Regions from separate parts of the Macaca mulatta genome. Here region 1 is linked to region 2. The links are chromatin contacts, called in public Hi-C maps. All regions are on one chromosome and are shown on one strand. Each heading gives the region's core, a stretch centred on a gene start, on an enhancer-like site or on the middle of the called end of the contact. The rest is flanking DNA. Distances are from core to core; before and after follow the strand shown. Region 1 holds the start of RXRB (retinoid X receptor beta). Region 2 holds the start of RGL2 (ral guanine nucleotide dissociation stimulator like 2).

Region 1 (7,084 bases), core at 1,997-4,496, 99 kb before region 2:
GCCAGAACAGGGTAACAGGGAGGAGAGCTGCAAAGGGAGAGAGAAATCAAATATCGCCCTCTAGAGGAGAGAGAACAGTCCAGCCTTCCAGAGACGTACACAGTCTGAGTCGGATAGGGGAGAAGGGTATGTGGTCTAAGACACCTGGGTAGGGCAGGTCCTTACCCTCCCTCTTCATGCCAGTGGCCAGGCACTTCTGATAGCGGCAGTACTGACAGCGGTTCCGCTGGCGCTTGTCCACTGTGCAGTCTTTGTTGTCCCGGCAAGAGTATGTAAGGTCCTTGCGGATGGTGCGTTTGAAGAAGCCCTTGCAACCCTCACAGCTGTAAACCCCATAGTGTTTGCCTACAGGGAAACGGGAGGAGCAATAAGAAGGTTGCATGGAGACAGCTTCACCATTTAGTCTCTTTCCAATCTCCCCCTAGCAAAACTTAAAGTTTAAGTCCTCTCCGTTTGCCAAATACAGAGATAGGGAACCAGGAGCTGAGTGATGATCCAGTCCCAGTCTCCCCACTGTTCAGAAACCCTACAGGCACTCCCTTTTCCCTCTGACCTTCCCCCCAACTGCATCCTACATCTCAGCTTCAGTTTCTTTACTCTCATCAAGCCTCCCCCAGGTCACTTGCTCTGACCAAACCCCATAAGCCCTGGGAATCCCACAGGTGATGATACACGGCCCAGACTCTCCCTCTCTGTTCATCCTCTGAGCCCCATACCTGAGCTTCTGTCCCCGCAGATTGCACATAGCCGTTTGCCAGCCCCAGGGCCACCTGGAGGGGGTGGACAGTGCAGGCCCCGGACCCCTAAGACTGGTGGCTTCACATCTTCAGGGGGGCCAGACCCACCCCCAGGGAGTGACACTGTTGAGTTAATCTGGGATGGGGGAAATAGGGAAGTCACAGGAAGACTTGTTGGGAAGGAGAATCTCACAGAAGTGATGGAAATCATTCCCTACCACTAAGCAAGGCCCTGCAGTGCACATTCCAGAGGGCATCATTTACACTGCAGTCTATGTGAAGGGCCATCCCTGGAGCACAACCCCAAAGAGAATAAACAGGCCCCCCGAAATTGTGCAACACAGTGACCCTGAAGGGCAGGTGTCTTGGGAAAGCAGATGGGACCAAAAGGGCAGAAAATCACTGATAGATGAAAAGGACATCAAGAATATCAGAATTAGCTGGGCGTGGTGGTAGGCACCTGTAATCCCAGATACTCAGGAGGCTGAGGCAGGAGAATCGCTTGAACCCAGGAGGCAGAGGTTGCAGTGAGCCGAGATCGTGCCACTGCACTCCAGCCTGGGCAACAGAGCAAGACTCCATCTCAAAAAACAAAACAAAACAAAACACACACACACAAAAACAAAGAATATTAGGGTTCTTTTAGGGGAGGAAGCATGCACTGAAACATCAGTCACCTCAGGAAAGGCAAGGGGTCTCACAAAGACCACAGGACTGACAAGATTAGAGAATTGGAAGGTCAATGGGCCATGGGGAAGTTCACATATGGATCCTCGGTTACAAGGAAAACAAGAAAACGAAAGTGGCCAGGCAGTAAGTTGGTCACAACCTCTCACCTGGGGGCTGCTGACAGGCCCGGAGAATCCTGGGGGAGCTGGAGGGGGCAGACCAGGGGACCCCATGGAAGAACTGATGACTGGAAAGGGAGAGCCCAGTGGGGGGGGTGGCATCGGAGGTGGGGGTGGGGCCCCAGAGCCTCCAAGGGATGGAGCTGTTGAAGGGGGCAGGGGTGGTCCAGGAGGAGAAGGGGGAGGGACTCCCTGGGGAAGGGGATTTGGGGAGGAGCTGTCTGGGCTTCGGGAGTCTTAGGGAGGGGTATGTACACGTACACAGACACAAAAGAGACAGAAGAGACAAAAAAAGAAAATGAGTCTTCAAACATCCAACTAGAGACTTTAATTCTCTAATACCCCACCGTGCCGGACCCAGCCCACTCCACCCATCCCCAAGTCCAGAGACACCCTGCTGCCAAACAACTGTGTAACTCCGGCTGGTCCGATGGTAGTGGGTTATCAGAACTTATTAATAAACATTAGTGTCACTAAAATTGATATACAACCCCCCACTGCTATATTTGACTGGCTAAAAAAACACAGCATAACTCCTCATTGTGGTGAGAGGAGGGAGGTGACAAGGAGAGGAGGATAGTTCAGGTGAGGAAAATTTTCCAACCGATCTATTTGAATACCAGGTCATCCTAAAGCCACACCTGTCTCGTGGGTGGGGCAACACGTGGGGTAGACCATCGAGCCCCTCTATTCCCAGCGTAAAGCCAGGTAGCCAGAGCGTGCAGGGGAAAGAGATAGGCGGGAGAGACCCCTCCTACGACGCAGGATCTGCCTTTAAACGCCCAAAGTTCTGAAGCTTAAGAGGAATCGTGCCCTTCCCACGCCCGCGACCTCCGGTGCCCAAGGCCTCAAGCGGTCACGGTTAGGAGGGCGGAAGCTCCCCTTCCCCGCCCCGCCCCGGGGAGGAGGGTGCTAAGGCCCTCGGGAGGGAGGGGACGCGTGTTTACAAACAAGGGGGCGGGAGCGCCAGGAAAACCAGAGGAGGGTGTGGGGGAGGGGTTGCAGATAACGCGGTTACTGGCTCGCCTGCCCTTCTGCTGGGACACTCACCCCGCCCGCTGTCGCCCATCCCGTCCCGTCCAGCCTCCCCCGGCTCCGGCTCCGGGGTTTGTTGTTCTCCGCCTGCCACCGCCGCCGCCGCCGCCGCTGCGGGATCCAGCCAGGGCCGTCGCCGCCGCCACCGGGACGCGACCCCACAATGCATTTCTTTTCGCACCCCCACCGGCCCACACTGCCCTGCGGCATGCCGCTGAGGGAGGAAGGGCGGGCGAGCGGCCCAAGACATATCCCTGGCTGAGAGTAGGGATACCGAAGAGCTCCCAGGGATTCCCAGGGGTTGATCGGAGGAGTAGCTGAGCACGAGGAAGCCCCTGAGAGAAAGACTCTGGCCTGGATTGGGTAGAATTAAGCCCGTCGCTCTGCTCTGTACCAAAATGACAGCGCCAATGTGGCAGCCATCTTTGTACAGACGGGAAGTCTCGGCGCGAGTTCCCGCCCCCTCGTCTAGTTGGAAACCGAGGAGGCGGTCTCCTCCGGCCTGTTAGCCCGCCTCGCCCACCCTCCCCTCAAATAACCTCCACACTCGCGCATGCGCATCAGTGCAGGATGGATTCGTCGCTACCAGAGTACCGCCATATTGGTAAAGGCACTAGGACGAAGGTGGAACGGAACTTCCTGTTCTCGCGGGAGCTAAAGGCGGGACTGCCACGTCCGAGCAAACCGGGAAAGGAGAGGATCCCGGAGCTGGTGAGAATTCTCTGTTTTTCTCTACCATCCTTTCTAAGCCTTTTCCTTACCTAATGAGTCATAGAGACGAGGGCCCAGAGAGTCTGTAAAGTGGCTGGTGAAAGACTAGTGTCCCAGGGCCCTACATCCGGGAGGGGGTTCGGGATAAAGAGAACTAGTCTTGGGAACAATGTAGGTAGGTGGGAACTTAAGGGAATGGGAGAGCGGCCCATAGAGGTGGACGGAGGGCGCTATTGGAGTAAAGCTGACCCTGTGTAGGTATAGAGTTGAGTCAAGTGGAGTCACTGTCTCTGTCCCTCTGGTCAGCGTGATGGCCAGAGGCCTGGGGGCCCCCCACTGGGTGGCCGTGGGACTGCTGACCTGGGCGGCCTTGGGGCTTCTGGTGGCTGGACTCGCGGGTCATGACGACCTGCACGACGATCTGCAAGAGGACTTCCATGGCCACAGTCACAGGCACTCACATGAAGATTTCCACCATGGACACAGCCATGCCCATGGCCATGGCCACACTCACGAGAGCATCTGGCATGGACATACCCACGGTCACGACCATGGACATTCACATGAGGATTTACACCATGGCCATAGCCATGGCCACTCCCATGAGAGCCTCTTCCACAGAGGACATGGACATGACCATGAGCATAGCCATGGAGGCTATGGGGAGTCTGGGGCTCCAGGCATCAAGCAGGACCTGGATGCTGTCACTCTCTGGGCTTATGTGAGTCTCCAGGGGATGGGAGAGAGAGGGGCTGGTTCTGGATTGTTGGAAAACACCACAGTACTTGACCCTGACTCTCCCTCACCAGGCACTGGGGGCCACAGTGCTGATCTCAGCAGCTCCATTTTTTGTCCTCTTCCTTATCCCCGTGGAGTCAAACTCCCCCCGGCATCGCTCTCTACTTCAGATCTTGCTCAGTTTTGCTTCCGGTGGCCTCCTGGGAGATGCCTTCCTGCACCTCATTCCTCATGCTCTTGGTAAGTAACCTCTGACTTCTACCTCAAATCTAACCTATTTTGTTCTTTGGGGGAAAAGGGTTCTTTCTCCTTTATGATCCCTGACCTTTCGATATTCCCCCAAATACACACCCTTTGTGTCAGATATTCCCTCATCTGGTTTTCCCCCCATCTTCCAGAACCTCATTCTCACCACACTCTGGAGCAACACGGACATGGACACTCCCACAGTGGTGAGGAAGAGACAGATGGGGATGGGAGCTGGGGTGCTGGGGAAGGTCTGTCTCTCCCTATTCCTCACCTCCTGCACTTGAGGAGGAGGAGTCTGTAATGCACATCTCCTTTAATGTCTCAATGCCTCCATTCCCAGGCCAGGGCCCCATTCTGTCTGTGGGACTGTGGGTTCTCAGTGGAATTGTTGCCTTTCTTGTTGTGGAGAAATTTGTGAGACATGTGAAAGGAGGACATGGTCACAGTCATGGACATGGACACGCTCACAGTCACACACATGGAAGTCATGGACATGGAAGACAAGGTGAGCCCAGGAACAACTTTCCCGAAAGCTGACTTGCCTGCCTCAGAATCTCCTCATCTTACGGCCCTCAGGAGGGAGAGGACATGTTGGAAGATCTGTTCTCCACGCTGACTAACTCTTTTCTTCCCTCAGAGCGTTCTAACAAGGAGAAGCAGAGCTCAGAAGAAGAAGAAAAGGAAACAGGGGGGGTTCAGAAGAGGCGAGGAGGGAGCACGGTACCCAAAGATGGGCCAGTGAGACCTCAGAATGCTGAAGAAGAAAAAAGAGGCTTAGGTAAGGGCCAGAGTTGGTCATAAATTTGGGCAAGGGACATCATCACAAATCACATGGAATATGTGCTGTGGGTAATGGCAGGTGTCTCGGAAACACTAAAAGACTGGGTGTGAAGTGGTCTCTGAGGGGAGGTGTGAGAATAACTGACCAAGATTGAACAAGTGGTGATGGAGGCCTCTGATCATTTTCTCTTCTCGTCCTGTACAAGATCTGCGTGTGTCAGGGTACCTGAATCTGGCTGCTGACTTGGCACACAACTTCACTGATGGTCTGGCCATTGGGGCTTCCTTTCGAGGGGGTCGGGGGCTAGGGATCCTGACCACAATGACTGTCCTGCTACATGAAGTGCCCCATGAGGTCGGAGACTTTGCCATCTTGGTCCAGTCTGGCTGCAGCAAAAAGCAGGTTGGTGATGTCTGCCAAACACAGCTACCTCAAACCCTTTATTTCTCCTCACTCACCCTAAACCCAAATAGCCTCTTGTTAGTTCCAAACAATTCATACTGTCATTGACAAGTCCTCTAGAAATGAGGGGAAAGAAGTTCTGGTTACTTTGTCCTTTAGCTCAGTATTTCTTAAACTGTGGTCTATAAACCATCTGAATGGTTTAGTGGAGTCTTACACACACACGCCTACTCAATCAGAAAGTCTGGAAAGGACCTCTGATCGCTAAGATTTTTCAGAAATTGTCTATTCTAGACTGCCCCCTCCTCTCTTTTTACTTTGATGTTTAGTTTCCAAATCCATGTCCCCTATACCTATACCCCACCAGCCACTTCTAAACCACTGATAATATTTAGCTATTGGTGAGTGCGTTTTTCTCTTTTCTGCCCATCAGGCAATGCGTCTGCAACTACTGACAGCAGTAGGGGCACTGGCAGGCACAGCCTGTGCCCTTCTCACTGAAGGAGGAGCAGTGGGCAGTGAAGTTGCAGGTGGTGCAGGTCCTGGCTGGGTCCTGCCATTTACTGCAGGTGGCTTTATCTACGTAGCAACAGTGTCTGTGTTGCCCGAGCTGCTGAGGGAGGCATCACCATTGCAGTCACTTCTGGAGGTGCTGGGGCTGCTGGGGGGAGTTGTCATGATGGTGCTGATTGCCCATCTCGAGTGAGGCGTGGGATAAACTACTCCTGCCCCAAACTTCTACCCCTAACTCCAGGTCAGTGGTGTGTAGAGGTTGGGGGCCCTGGCCAGGGACATCTGCCAAAGGAAGGAACTGTAGACTGGGAGAATGGTTACTTTGGCATTAGGGCCTTCAAGGGCTGGCAGTCTTAGAGGCTGGAGCAGTGAGAATGAGAGGCCAGAGGGATGATAGTGTTGGGCACCCCTTGACCATGTTGGGGCCATGAAGAAGGTTGGAAGGGAGAGGGGGTGATGGCAGCTTACCTGGTGTCCCCTACCCCACCTGTTCTCGGAGAACCAAGTTGCCATACAGAAAGTTCTCCAAGGTCCAGTTCCCTTTCTCCCACCAGTCGGTGAAGGCTTCAGAGAAGACCAGAGTCCTGGACAGAGAGGGTAACAGGAGGAGTCGGGGATAAACATCAGACATCAATCATGTGTCCTAATTTGGGAGTGATTCCGGGGGATGGGGGTGGGAGAGGGTTAGTTGGTAATCTCATGGCCTGATTTTTTTTGTTTCTATTCCTTTTATATCACTGTTCCACTCGAGGGGGAGGGGTGGCAACCGGAAATAAAGTCCTCCGATCTTCCGCCCCACATGCAGTCTTTGTCTTTTTGGGGGGAATGGGGCCCCCTGTCTTCTCCGCACCCGGGGCCCCTAAGCAGCAGTGTCTGGCCACGCCCCCGCAGTGGGAGGTCGGCCTGCGCTGGTGGCCACAGATGGCCTAAGGCTGGCGGGTCTTTGATTGGCCCCGGCTTTGCCCTGGCCACACCCCCCTCTGCGCTGGGATTGGCTTAGTGCTGGGGTTCCCACCCACCCACAGGCCGCAATGGCGTCTCAGCTCCAGAACCGGCTCCGCTCCGCACTG
Region 2 (7,506 bases), core at 4,772-7,271:
AGGAAGAAACATTTACAGAGTGAGGGTCAGCATCAAGGTCAGAGTCAGGAGCAGAGCTCACCTGGGCCAGCCGAGTCAGCAGAGGAGCAGGAGTTGTAGGCACCTCATCTCCCGCCATACTGGGCCGCTCGCAGGACACAAGCGGGGTAGGGACCCCAACAGAGCCCAGAACCCTACAGTGGCAGGAGATTGGGAGGATCAGAAGAAAAGTGGAAGTTCCAAGTAACCATCCCCCAGCCAGTGAATCTCTCACTCTGTCCACTGCGAGATGACCAATGTTGGCCGAAGCACCCGTGGGGCAGGAGGGTCACTGGAACCAGGTGGCTCCACCTCACAGGATACACGATGGCTGGGTTAGGGGGCAAAAGACAGAGCTCAGGACATGACACCAATCCCCCACACCTGGCCAGAGCCCTAGAGTCCCAACCTCACCCGCCAGTCACCTCTGAGCCTCTGTCAGTGGCCGGAGCCCCTGTAGCCACCTCTGGATATCATGGTCAGGTTGGAGGTTATAGCCACGACATTCATTCTGGAGCCGTCGCAACTCAGAAAGGACTGCAAACTCCTGGGAAGGAGCCCTCAAACTGCAGGAGCCAAAACTCAGGGACACCTGACTTTCCCCCCTCCCCTTCCGGGAACATGGATTGAGAAGTCCAGCATCCAGCCCAGGCACTCCACTCACCTTCCTCCGCTTGTCAAAATTGATGTATCCATTCTGCGAGGAAAATGGGGATGGGGTGGAAGTTCTAACACTACCTTCCAGGCCACAGAGAGAGAATATCCCCTCTCTTAAACACACACAGCCACATCCAACTCACAATCACTTCCCTCTAGCCTCTCTGACTCTTCCATCCCTCCCTGCCTTCCCCCTCAATCTATCATGGCCTAAGCACTGCACTTGACCCTTGAAATTTAATATCTCAGGTAGACAACTAGTCTGCTTTGCAGATGAGAAGACTGGATAGTATCCAATTGGATAGGATTCCTCATCCAGAGAGGATAAGGAACTTGCCCAAGGTCTCAGTATTTGTTTATTTAACAAACTCTAGCAATAGAGCAGGACCCCATCACAAAACCTAGATGTGCTTACGTTTCAGGCATGTTCTAAGCGCTTGACAAATACAATTCATTTAACCCTTATAATAACAGATCAATGTAGATGCTATTTCTAGTTTCTCATTTACAGACCACTGAGGCGACTTGGCACAGAAATAGATCTGGCTTTGTCCTACACTCAGCTATTTGTGCCTTACAGCCCCTTGCAAGGGGGGGATCTGTCGGACCCTGCAGCCCACTTGTTACATCATCATAATGACACACACACACACACCACTGACCTCCAACTCATCCTTGGAGGCTGCATCCAGCATCACAAGGTCCTTCAGGAAGGTGCCAAGGTATGGGACTATACCCTGAGGTCAGGGGTCAGGGTCAGACGTGCCTGCCATTGATGTGAGGGCCCTCCGTCCCTCCGCACTTGCCCTCCCCATTGCCTCAGAGAACAGATTTCATTCTCCTCACCCCTCACCCCTCTGTGCCTCCCTTACCCATCCTTCAGGCTGCTCCCCTAAAACATACTCCTCACCCCTTCATAATCACAACCCCCAAGCCCACCACCCAGCTAGTCACTCACCCCACCCCGGGAGCCAGACCTCGGGGCCTTCTTGGAGTGTGGCTCCAGAGGAGACTGCAACTTTACCTCCTGGTGGTGACAAAATAAAGAGACATGGGGGAGCAGTAGGGAGCAGGGAGAGGGGGGAATGCCACAAACCAGGCTCTCACCTGCACGAGCAGCTCCCGACTCTGGGAATAATTATCCTCTTCGGAGAAAATCTGGCAGAGGCTAGAAAAGACTCTGAGGCTGTCCCTGGGGGAGGGAGAAAAGTGGCCCTGAGGACAGGCCTGGCTCTGTCACCCCCTCTTCCCTGCCTTCTGAGGAACCCCCACCCCAGTCCAATGCCTCAGCCTCCCCACCTGGTTGCTTCCCCCCAGGCTGCCCGAAGCCTGTGGATGGGGCTGGACTGCAGGGCTGACACCACAGCATAAACTGAAGAGAAGTTTCGGAGCAGCCGGCACTCCTGTGGGGGTCAAAGAGAGCTAAGGCTATGGGAGCCCTCTCCATGCCATGGCCACCCACCGTGGGGCAATCTTCTTTCTCACCTCCGCCACGCGGATCCACTTCTCCAGGAGGCGGGCCCTCTGGGGGGGACGGAGTGGCCGTATGGTCACCTCCCCAGGTCCCTCTCCGGTGGAGGTAGCCCCCAGGACAGAACTAACCACTGCCCCTGCCACCTTGTTGAACTGTGTGACAGTAGCTCGGACAGATGGGCAGAGGTGAGAATGTCCTGGCCGGTCTCTGTGACCCCACAGGCCTCCCAGGCACTGAGAGGGGATCAAATTGAGAAATAGCTCCTGCAGGGTAGAGGTAAGAGGTTAAAGTTCATAGTCAAGTGAGGTCAGCCTTCCAATATTAGGGATCTGAGGATCTCAGGTGGCCAAGGAACCAGAGGGGCACAGGGTTTGAAGGGTAACAACCAAAAGGAAAAAGGGAAAGTCAAAATGGTAGGTGAAGGAGGCTAGGAGCTGGATCAGGAAAGGGTGGAAGCAAGGAAAGGATCTGGAGTCAAGGAGAGGTTAGTAAGGGGTCAGGGGGCATACGGGCCAGAGGTCAGGGTCTCACCGCATCTAGCAGGGTCAGCTGTTCGGCCAAGTGGTCAGCGAGGAACACCAGGACATCCGTGGGGTCAGCAGGGGGATCGCCGGGGAGGGCCAGGGGCTTAGGAAGGTCGGGGGCCTGAGGGTCCACCCGGGACCGGAGGTTGCGGATGAGGTCAGCGCTGCCCCCCCCAACACCCTTCCCTGCTGCATACCCTGTCTGAAGTAAGAAGCTCTCAAGCCGGTCAAGCTGACCCTTGGCCTCAGAGCCAAAATCCTCAGGGTGAGAGGCCAGCCAGGTTGACAGCACAGAGATGGCTACCCTGGGAGAAGGGAATCAGCCAAGGGTGAGAGGTAAAGCTGCAGCCTGGGCAGAGTGGACTGTGAGATTAAGAAACAGGGGTCACTCACTCTGTTGTCCTCTCTAGTTCACCGGTAGGATGAGATTCAAGGGCTTCCAGCCTGAGGGGAAGAAGAGGATCTATCTCTCCATTTTCCCCAAACCCCCAGTGGCCTTAACTATTTTGGTGGGATGTTGGAACTTTAGGAAATCTGGACAGACACTCCACGACCCTGGGTCCCTTATGACTCTGACCTGTCAGCCATAAGTCCTAGCAAGGCAGGCGTCGAGGTGAAGGCCCGGTGGGTGGCCAGGAAGGCTGACATGAAAGTCCCATCAGTCCCTGATGTCCGGGTATCCAGTAGGTGTCTGACCAGGGCCTCCAGAGTGCCAGCTCGGAGCCGTCGGGAGGAACGCGGGGGAGGCATAGGGACCTGGAGGACACAAAGAGATGATCACCAACGCTTTCTCCCACTCTGCCCCTAGATTTCTGAGGACAATCCCAGACCCAGGAGATGTTCCAGCCTCATTTTTCTGATATTTAGAGAGGGCAAAAGTCTTGGCCTATGTCATACAGCGGAGTCCAGGACTCCAGAACTCCAACCTAGCACTCTGGCCAGAAAGTCAGCCAGAGGAAGCGAACTGAAGAGTCAGAGGTGAGAAGCTAAAGTCATGATCTCACCAAGGGATCAAGAGGTCGATATTGGCGGCTTGTGATGGTAAACACGGCACCATCCTCCTCCTCATCCCAGACGGACACAGGGGCCTGCAGGAGCAAGGAAGGGGAAGTCAGACAGTTCCATATCACCCCCCACTGCCCTCAGCCTTCACCCCAGGCCCTGCTTCTCCCTCTATACCCCTCACCTGTGGTGGCAGGGCATAGTACCAGCGAGTGCGAGGAAGGGTGGGGGGAGCTGGTGACCCCAGGTCTCCCCCACTGGGGCCCAGACAGCCCCACCCCAGTCGCCTCAGGGCCCCGGTGGAGTAGAAGGGGCTGTAGTGGAGGCGTGGATGGAGTACAGGAATCCTGATCCTGGAGACCCCCAAAGCCCTTTCCCCCCAGAGCTGAACCCACACACGACAGAGAAGCAGGGTACAAAGAGCAGGAGAGGGAAGCGAGAGGCAGCAAGCCAGAGGCAGAGACTAGGAGTAGCTGAAACCTCAGTTCAGGCACTGCCGCATGCCCCGCCCCTCCCGGCCAAGGACTAGACCAGCCCAGAGCTTTAGTCCTTCTCAGGCCCCCTTTCACACTGGTCCCTCGGGTAATGCCTCCACTATCTCAGCCCTAAGGGACCCCTGAAGGTAGCAGCTCCAATCCCAGTCCAGGAAGGAAAAGGGGAAGTGGGATGATGGGGGCTGGGGGGCGGTAGACTCAGAGAGTCACGTGGCCCCAGTCCCTCCCCCGACCGATCCCGAAAAACCAGCCTTGCCAGTCAACCTGCCCTCACTTAGGATCTGGACCTAGGAGTTCAGGGCCTCGGGGCCCCAAATCCAAATTCTGGCCCCTCCTGAGGCCTAAAATCCTGCTCCTGGCCACCACCATTAATCCCTAATGAAAACAGGTAACCACTCTCTACCCACCCTAGGATCGTTCCTCCAGGTCCCAGAACCGTGGCTTCCCTGCCTCTACCCAGGATGGGGGGGGGGGGGTAAAGGGGAGGGAGGGAAGGAGGGGTCACGAAATCTGAGGGTTCCCTCCCCAATCCCAGAGTCAGAGGAGCTGGTTACTGTGGAAACAAACCCCTCCCCGCCAAACAAAAACAAGGAGGGAGACAGGGGGCAAGACAAGACTGCTCAGAGAAGTAGGCACACTCAGGCAGGCAGAGGCAGAGGGCCAGAGACCCGCAGGGACAGCCAGCCAGAAGTTCCAGGCAGGTTCCTGCGGGCAGGTCCTGAGTCACACTGACAGAGAACCACAGAGACGCCGGGACTCCCCGCAGCAGAGAAACGGGCCGACGCCCAGGGAGGCGCGAGAATAACTGAGGCAAGGAGGAGGAGATGTAGGGACCCAGAGACAAGAGAAAAGTGGAGACTTCAGAAATACATCCGACCCCTACCTCCCACCACCCGCGTCTCACCTCTTCTTCTTCCTCCTCCTCTTCCTCCTGCCCCCCGCCCACGACCAGGCCACCTGGGCCCCCACCCTCATCGGGGTCCCGGCTTCGGAAGCTGCTCAGTACGACTCCCCCTGGGGGGCTCGTGTCCAAAAGCAGCCGCAGGGGCCGCGGGAGCATGGCCGAGTGAAGGAATCAGCGGGGTCGGGCCATGGGGGCGCCTGGGGAGAGACGGGGTGGGGTGGGGGTGGAGAGTCAGGTGGGCGCGGGGGAGCCGGGCAGGGAAGGGACGTGGGTGGGTGTCAAGAAGACCGGAAGGGAATTCTGCAGGAAGGCTGGGGGAGGGAGGCAACAGAAGGGTGAAATAGGGTGGCCCTTGGTGCAGTTGGGGGAGGAGGGGGTCACGAGTACGGGGACGCGCAGGGTGCTCAGGCTCTGACCTGCTCGGGAGGGGTGGGGGCAGCGTGGGTCCTGGGCCGCTGTTGCCGTCGGTCTCCGGCCCCGGACCAAGTCCCCTCCCCGGCTTTTCCGTACCCCCTTGAACCCCTCCCGCTAGGCTCCCGGGCCCCTTCCGCCCTTTCCGCTCCCCCCCGCGTCCGCCCGCTCCGAGAGCAGGAGCCAAAAGGGGAAGGAAGTGAGGACAGGAGCCAGGGCCGCGGACTAGGGGAGCGCCGGACGCTCAGGGACCAGGACCCAGGCGCCCGAGTCCCCAGCTCCACTGTCCTCCGCCTCTACACTCGGGGATTCTGGAGACCACGTCGCTCCGCACTGAACTGGAATAAAGATTCCAATCTCCAGCCCCTGGGGGAAGGCAGGAGCAGAATTTGACATTCCCTTCCCCAACAATAACACGGCTAAAACTCCCGCGGGAAGCGTTTCAGGAGGAGAGAGAGCGGGTCACTCCATCCCCACGGGATTACGCTCCCCACCACAACCCACGAACTCCGCTGACCGAAATCCCGGCCGCGTTTTCCGAAGAGCCCTCGGTTCCCGCCCCCTCGGCAGGGGGCGGGGCAGGAAGCAGCCACATCCGGTTCCAGATTCGGCTCTTTGGGGCTTCCGGCGCCGAGGCAGGGATCCCTGTTGGCTCGGCGTCGCTTTGCGGTTGGAGTGCCCTCCGCTTGAGCGCATCTTATGCGCCAGTAGTGGCGCCCGACCCCGAACGGTGTCGACGGGGCGTTCTCTGAGGGGTTCAAGGTCACTGGAAGGGACCAGAGGTGATTGGAATATTCATTTTGCTTGGAAGGGGGTTGGAATGAGAGGCCCGTTTGGAAGCACTGGAATACAACTTTATTCCCACACCATTAGACCTGTTACCCCGTCGGTCTGTCCAACAGTCCTGACTCGGAGATCCCTGAGCTGCGCCGCTTCCTTCGTCAATATCCAGCAGCTATTTGATGAGCGCCCTCCAGTGGGGCCTTACGTCCCTATGCCGGCGCGGGGTTACAGCAGTGGACAGACAGGCCGGTCCCTGTCCTCGAGGAGCCCATGATCCGCGGGGAGACAGGCATTTAACGACGACTCACATGATCACTTAAAATACAACTGTGGTGAACCGCACAAGAGGGACGCGCGGCGGTCTGCGGGGAATGACGAGGCCGACCTCGTCTGCGACCCAGGGAGGCCGAGGGTGGACCAGGCAAAGGGAACAGAGGGCTGGGAACTGGAGGTGGGCGGGAGGCGGTTGGTTCATTGGAGGAAAGGAATAGCCCTGTGTGTGATGAGCATTGAGAGGAGGGCTGGCGAGCACCATCTTGGGCTGGAGAATTAGGCAGTGGCTCCAGTGTGGAGCGGTGGGGGGAACACGTGGGCCAGGGCAAGAAGAATGGGTTTGGCCCTAGAGCACGGGTTCTCCAAGTGTAACCTCGGCCCTACAGGTCGCTGAGACTATGTCAGGGGGTAGGTGAGAATGACTATTTTTTATAACAAAATTAAGATGTTATTTGCAACCGAGCGCGGTGGCTAACGCCGCTAATCCCAGCACAGGGAGGCCGAGGCGGGCGGATCACGAGGTCAGGAGATCGAGACCATCCTGGCTAACACGGTGAAACCCTGTCCCTACTAAAAAATACAAAATTTTAGCCAGGCATGGTGGAGGGCGCCTGTAGTCCCAGCTACTCGGGAGGCTGAGGCACCAGAATGGTGTGAACCCGGGAGGCGGAGCTTGCAGTGAGCCGAGATCTCGCCACTGCACTTCAGCCTGGGCGACAGAGACTGGGTCTCAAAAAACAAAACAAAAAAAGTTTTTTGCCTTCTTCATTCTATGAGAGTGTACAGTGGAGTTTTTCAGAAACTACATGATATGTATTTACACCATGGTTCCCACAATGAATGGAATGTGTGCCTATGTATTCTCGTGTTTTAAATTTTTCTGTTTTAAGTTCTAGTACCATAAATATTGATAGCTATAACCCACATACCCAAAAGCTTTTTGGAGTCCTTGATGATTTTTAAGAG

The links. Hi-C and Micro-C count contacts between places; a contact is called where the count stands out from the background.
Region 1: a Hi-C map of fetal cortex germinal zone shows a contact between it and region 2, with 2.8 times the contacts expected there. The contact joins the promoter of RXRB here to the promoter of RGL2 in region 2. A contact is called at or near these places in 2 of 14 Hi-C or Micro-C datasets (fetal cortex germinal zone and liver).

The regions. Positions count from the first base shown.
Region 1 is chr4:149,086,575-149,093,658 of T2T-MMU8v2.0, reverse strand. It overlaps RXRB (retinoid X receptor beta), which reads right to left and starts at 3,246. Exons shown (of 9, transcript XM_078000222.1): 1 at 3,160-3,246; 2 at 717-770; 3 at 166-345. The coding sequence starts at 3,181. It overlaps SLC39A7 (solute carrier family 39 member 7), which reads left to right and starts at 3,302. Exons shown (of 7, transcript NM_001261144.1): 1 at 3,302-4,052; 2 at 4,141-4,309; 3 at 4,468-4,521; 4 at 4,659-4,823; 5 at 4,956-5,096; 6 at 5,305-5,501; 7 at 5,935-6,752. The coding sequence starts at 3,642. The coding sequence ends at 6,207. It overlaps HSD17B8 (hydroxysteroid 17-beta dehydrogenase 8), which reads left to right and starts at 7,046. Exons shown (of 9, transcript NM_001114958.1): 1 at 7,046-7,084. The coding sequence starts at 7,046. It also overlaps a transcript of PFDN6 not described here.
Region 2 is chr4:148,989,621-148,997,126 of T2T-MMU8v2.0, reverse strand. RGL2 (ral guanine nucleotide dissociation stimulator like 2) reads right to left here and starts at 6,021. Exons shown (of 18, transcript NM_001194701.2): 1 at 5,490-6,021; 2 at 5,074-5,270; 3 at 3,678-3,761; 4 at 3,251-3,429; 5 at 3,067-3,117; 6 at 2,681-2,978; 7 at 2,161-2,412; 8 at 1,975-2,078; 9 at 1,783-1,867; 10 at 1,634-1,702; 11 at 1,338-1,412; 12 at 683-715; 13 at 444-565; 14 at 254-349; 1 more. The coding sequence starts at 5,229. The region is part of intron 1 of WDR46 (WD repeat domain 46); the gene reads right to left. It also overlaps a transcript of TAPBP not described here.